Linked DNA regions of Ovis aries: region 2 is linked to region 1. Evidence: chromatin contacts called from public Hi-C data. All regions are on one chromosome and are shown on one strand. Each heading gives the region's core, a stretch centred on a gene start, on an enhancer-like site or on the middle of the called end of the contact. The rest is flanking DNA. Distances are from core to core; before and after follow the strand shown. Region 1 has its middle 33 kb from the start of ECI2. Region 2 holds the start of FAM217A (family with sequence similarity 217 member A).

What was found. A called contact is a pair of places that touch in the nucleus more often than the background predicts.
Region 2: a Hi-C map of tail adipose tissue shows a contact between it and region 1, with 2.9 times the contacts expected there. The contact joins the promoter of FAM217A here to the enhancer-like site in region 1. A contact is called at or near these places in 4 of 16 Hi-C or Micro-C datasets (hypothalamus, liver and tail adipose tissue).

The regions. Positions count from the first base shown.
Region 1 is chr20:49,123,884-49,126,869 of ARS-UI_Ramb_v3.0, forward strand. No RefSeq gene overlaps it. Among named protein-coding and RNA genes, the nearest start is that of ECI2, 33 kb to the right of the region's middle. Within about 2 kb of position 1,583, at least 12 of the 54 cell types and tissues checked have an H3K27ac peak or open chromatin away from gene starts, as enhancers often do. A contact at or near this core is called in tail adipose tissue, where this site is marked.
Region 2 is chr20:49,188,666-49,191,460 of ARS-UI_Ramb_v3.0, forward strand. It overlaps FAM217A (family with sequence similarity 217 member A), which reads left to right and starts at 1,325. Exons shown (of 5, transcript XM_060403801.1): 1 at 1,325-2,020.

The DNA of each region.
Region 1 (2,986 bases), core at 333-2,832:
AGGGGAAAAAAAACCACCGTATCCTTGGCAGGAACAGTTAGTTCATTTGACTTTTTCTAAGAACTTTGGCCTTGGGGCAGCCTCGGGAGGTGTGCCCACGCTCGCTGGGCTGTCTGCCTCTGGACGCGTCTGGGCCATTATGATGTTCCCGGGGAAGTGCCATGGTGCTCACAGTGGGGGTCTCTCCCCTGCTCAGACCCCGAGCCAGAACTGACCACACAGCTCGTCAGGGAAGGAGAGAAACTGTAGGTCTGCAGCCATAACGTCCTGTAGGGATGTTTGGAGCCAAGCAAAGGCTGCTATAAAAGCCAACAAATGAAAACTTGGCGCTCGGAGACTGCCTCGTGTCCAGGCTGGTTTGGAATCTTCCATCAGAGGCCGCGAATGCTAACAATGTTGGTACTGGTAGTCACTTCACCTAAACAGATGTTCTGAGCCCTGTGGGGGCTGTGGCGGGGCTGGAGACCCCCTCTTCCCTTGGCAGTGGGAACTTGCTGCCCAGGGCCTCTCCCTGTGACCACGTGGGAACAGTGGCCGGGTGTTGCCAAAGCTTCTCGTGTTTTTTAAGCTGGAAACTCAATGTGTGTGTGTGCAGTCTCCTAGTTTCAACTTTGATTCCTTTTTTTTTTTTTCCCTTAATGTTAAGGAAAAGCGAAGAAAACACATCTCTGAGCCAGGAGGTAGTGCCGTCCGCAGGGATGGTTCCCTTTCTCTCAGAACCAGCATCCCCAGGGGTCCCAAAACACCCTGCTTCCAGATCATCTGTTCCCCATCCCCAGTACCTCGTCAGCAGGGTATTTTTCTGTCTTGCTTCTTTGGGTGGAAGACGCTCAGGCAAACTTTTTTAATATAATTTTATGCATTTTTTTTTTTTTTTTTGGCTGTGCTGGGTCTTCGCTGCTGCCCGGCTCTCTCGCGTCGCTGTCAGGGGTCTGCCGTCCAGCTGTGACGCACTGGCTTCTCTTCGCAGGGGCTGCTCTTGCTGCCAAGCATGGGCTGGGGGGTGCTTGGGCCTCAGCCCTTCAGGGCTCGGGCTCAGCAGTTGTGGCTTCCGGACTCTAGAGCACTGGCTTCCAGAGCTGTGGGTCGCGGGTTTAGTTGCTCCGAGGCACGAGGGATCTTCCCAGAACAGGGATCGAAGCTGTGTCCCCTGCACTGGCAGGCAGATTCTTTACCACTGAGCCACCAGGGAAGCCCCCGGGCAAACTTTTGATTCAGTCTCTCCTAAGGTTTGCCTTTCAAATCATCTTTCTTCACTTGATCTCTCCTGAAGACTTTGGATGAGTAACGTTTTACCTCTTGGCATCCAGAGAACGCACCCTAATTTGAGCCTGGCATCCCACCACCGCTTGTATGAACAAAGATTCTGGGCTAATGTGTGAATGTGTGAGAGAGAGACAGAGGCGGGGTGTTGGGGGGCTGGGGCCCTGGAGGGATTAGTAAGAAGAATGTTGAATTGAGTTCAGAGAAATGGGTTTGTTCCAAAACACAGGCTGGGATATGAAGAGCAGGGAACACTGAGGCCTTGAACCTGACAGATCACGGCTGTTTTCTTAGCCACATTGCATGACACTTACTAGCAATGGCTCTCAGCCCTGGCCGCACGTGACGACTCAGGAAGCCTTTATTTATAACATAGAAATCACTGGGCACCACCCTCAAAAATTCTGATTCAACTTGTCTGGACTACACGACTTGACTTCAGTACTTTTTAAAAGTTCTCCTCTGATCCCAATGCACAGCAGGCTTACGAACCGCGGAGCAGGGAAAAGTCCCTGAAACCTGGCACTCGCCCTCGGCCTCTGCAAGGATTAGTCACAAGATTAGGTCACCACTGACCTTCGACACCCCCTGAAACAAGCTCAGGGCAGAGATCAGGAACGGGGCCCCCTGTGCTCCAGGGGAAACTGGCAGAACAAGCCTTCAGATGGTTGTGTTTCAGGAGAAGCTCTCACGAGCCCAGTTTCTTGCATCTCCGTAGAAAAGCACTCAGATCACTGATGGAGACCCCGCTCCTGTGACCAGCAGCAACCTTCTGCCAAAATGTGTGTTCGCCTGCACCCACCCCCTCTTCACCAGAGTCCTGTACAACACTGATCCTTCCCCTGCCTTCTGGAGCACTTTGCGACTATCCGAAATGTTGCGTCCTTGGCTAGAGTCCTCGTTTTGCCCCAGAGGAAACAGCATGCTGTGTCGGAAGGCAGATTTTAAAGCCGGCGTCACAGCAAGCTTCGGCTCTGCCTCCACAGCTCTGCGATCTCTGCCAACATGCCTGGGATATCTGAGGCTCACTCAGTCATGGAAACACAGAGACAAGCGCCGACTTCACGAGGCTGTGTGCAATGAAGCACTGTTGGCAACGTGCTTAGTAAGTGCACACTGAATTACGGCTGTTATTATTATCAGCAGGGGTGAGGGAGAATTTGCTGACCGTTCGTTATTTAACAATATTTTAAATAATCTTGTCATTTAAAAATAACATGCTAAGCATCCATATAAAATCCACCTCCGTAAAATGTGCGCTTTCTAAAAGTATTATCTTGACAAACCACTTTGACAATGACAGAAACTGCAGTTCCATAGCTCCTTCAAGAGTTGTCACATGGACACCTGAGAAGAATAAGCCCTTCCTGCTCATGGTAACAGGCTGGGAAGCAGCAGGAAATGAAATGCTCTTGGCTATTATGTGCACGACACGCTATTGAGCCATCCTAGCAATAACCCAAGTGCAAATTCAAACAATAGTGAAATACCTTTGTGGTGTATCAAACTGTCAAGAACTTTTTTTCAACAGCAGCATGAAGAAATTTTGGGTTTGATGCACTTGTGATATGATAGCAAATTGGTGCACAGTTCTTACAGAAAAATTTAGTCATGTTTATCAAAAGCTTTAAAAATATGGATATGTTTCAGTTCAAAGATTTCACTTCTAGGGATTAATCCTAAAGGAAAAGTATTCAGAGATCCATGAAGTTTCACATACAAT
Region 2 (2,795 bases), core at 75-2,574, 65 kb after region 1:
CCAGAACACCCTGTGGGGACTGTGCGGTCACTGCTGTGTTGAACATGTGTTGCTAAAAACCTTACCAACTTGGGGGAAGGGAGGCAGGGTTTTGATGCTGATGCAAAGCCTTCAAAAAGTCTCCAGAGACAGGAAGAATCATCAAACAGAGAGAACAGGAGCGTTTTTAAGAATATGTTCCGTCAAGGAAAAAAAGAGAGGGTCTTAGAGGGTGTGCTTATCCCTGGATGCCACAGCTCAGAAGGACCTGAAGGGGTTAGGGAGCAGGTCAAGTTCCGAAGCTAAAGGAAAAGCAGAGACAGAAAGCAAGGATGGGGGCTGCACAAGCTACACAGGTGACGCGCGCACACATGTGTGAGACGCACACACGTGTCCACATACACGCATCGCTTCTGTCCTCCAGCCAGAGAACAGGAAACCCTTTCCCACTTAGATACGTTAGTCAGTGTTAGCTAGGAATATGTGGACACCCACATGTACCCAAGTCACTAGCTTTCAAGAAATTGTAAGTTGGGAAATGTAATATTTAAGGCCAGGTTACTCATTTATAAAACAAGAATCCCTAGAAGTACCGCCCTCGCTGGGCTGTTGAGTGTTACACTGGTTAATCTCTATGAAACGTTGGGCAGGAGGCCTGAACATAGTAACCACACAGAAAAACGTCACTTCGGGGGTAATTTAACCCAAACAGTACGGACTGTCTGTTATGCCAGGCACTCTGCCAGTCAGAGAAAGGCCCGGTCTCATCTTCAAGGTGTTTAAAAGGTAGCGAGTGAGAAATTTAAATCAGTAACTCTGATGCAACAGGTGAGCAACGAACTGAAAGCAAATCCTACTGCAAACCCAAATCGGGGTCTCGAAGGAGGGAGCAGGCTGGCTGGGCGAGGCAGGGTCGGGGTCGGGTCTGCGGTCAGGGGACGGGGCCGGGCTGAAGGTAAGGATGGAGCCTGGACCTGCTGCAGGGTCCGGCGGGAGGCCGCGGCGGGGCCGGGGTCAAGGTCAGGGTCAGGGGTCAGGGGGCGCGGTCAAGGTCGGGGCGGGGGTCGGAGTGCAAGGGGGCGCCGCGCTCTGTCCTCCCCGCAGGCCCGCCGAGCCGGTGGCCGGGCGCGCGGAGCGGCTGGGGCGCCCGGGCGGCAGCGCGCGCGGAGACGCGGCCGGGGCCGAGCCGGGGGCCAGCGGCGCCGAGCGGTAAGAGGCGGCCGGGCCGGCCGGACGCCCCCCTCCCCGCCCCTCCCCTCCCCTCCCGCCCCCGTTAGGAGGCCGGGCACCCCGCCCCGTCGCCCCCGCCTGGCGGCTGCCCGGGCGCCGAGCGTCCCCCAGCGGCGTCCCTCCCGGAGACGCCCGGCGAGCGCGCTGCTCTCCGCGGCAGCTGCCGTCGGTCTGCGTTTTTGCAGCGGGTCCGAACCCGCGCCTTAATCTGCCTCGGCAAAGCCGTGACGCTTGCTGCGCCCGCAGGCTCTGCCTCGAGCGGCGGCGGCCCGGGCCCAGGGTCGTTTGGGGTGGGAAACAGGCCTTTCGGCGGAGCTGAGGCCCTTGGCGGGGTGGCGGCGCGGGGCGTCTGCGCTGCCCGTGCGGAAGGTGGACCCCGCTTTCCAACGGCGCCCCTGGCTTCAATGCTGGAAAGCAGACAGCCCGGCCCTGTGTCTTCCTTCCAGACGATTCGCCAGTTTGTTTTACTCTTCCGATGGGATAGTAGCTCCCTTCTCGCTTCAGACCTTCGTTTCCGTCTTCTGACACTTAGGCCTTCCCGTTTTCTCTTTTTTGTGCCCCTCTCCCTCTGTCTGGCTGGCCTGGGTTCCCAGTTAACCCCCTCTTGTGAGCCGGCCTGCCCTCAGGCCAGCCTCTCCTCTTCTAAAGCGTTTTCTTAACTTCTGGACGCTCTCTCTGCCTCAACCGCGGGCCTCACCCTCCATGTGCTGCCCCACACCTGAGCAGGATTCCCAGGAAACCGAGGAGCAAGATGGGCAGAAAAGCCGGTGAGAGCAGCGGCGCCGGCCCGGGCGCGGCCGTCCCCTGGGAGGTAGGTGCAGCGGAGCGCGGGGGGCGCAGCGCCGCCTCCCCACCCACCCGCCGCGCTCAGCGCCTCTGCGAGGTGCCCCGCGGGCCCTGCTGCTCTCTCTGGGAGCAGTGTGCACTCCACCTCGAGGTGCGTTCGCAAGACCAGACGGAAAAGTTCTCTTTAAAAACTTTTTAAATTTTATATTGGAATTTAGGCGGGCGGCAGTGTTGTGTTCGTGTCGGGTGCACAGCTCAGGGAGGTTCAGTCATACATATGTCCACGCTTTTTTCAATTTCTTTTCCCGCTTAGTTACAGAGTACTGCGTAGACTGCCCGGAACATTTTTATGTCCTTTAACAAAGGACAAGTTAACCAGCTTCTCTGCAAATCTCCAAACATTTCTGATTGCAATGGGATTTCATGAAACATGCCTCCTTGATTCCTCACCTGTTGAATAGCCTTACATGTTTTCTGTGAAAACTATTGGCAAGGCAGGTGGATATCAAGTAGGAGGGCCCACTTCCCACCTGTAGGGAGTTTACAATGTGGCAGATGTCGTGGGCAACGGCCTTCCTTACCTGGTGACTTCGCTTCCTCTTACGCTGTGATCTCAATATGATCTTGGTGGGTGACTTCGCTTCCTCTTACGCTGTGATCTCGCTGTGATCTCGCTGTGATCTCAGTGGGTGACTTCACTTCCTCTTCGCTGTGATCTCGGTGGGTGACTTCGATTCGTCTTTGCTGTGATCTCGCTGTGATCTCGGTGGGGCAGTTTTCGTTTGCTGCCCTTTATCGTG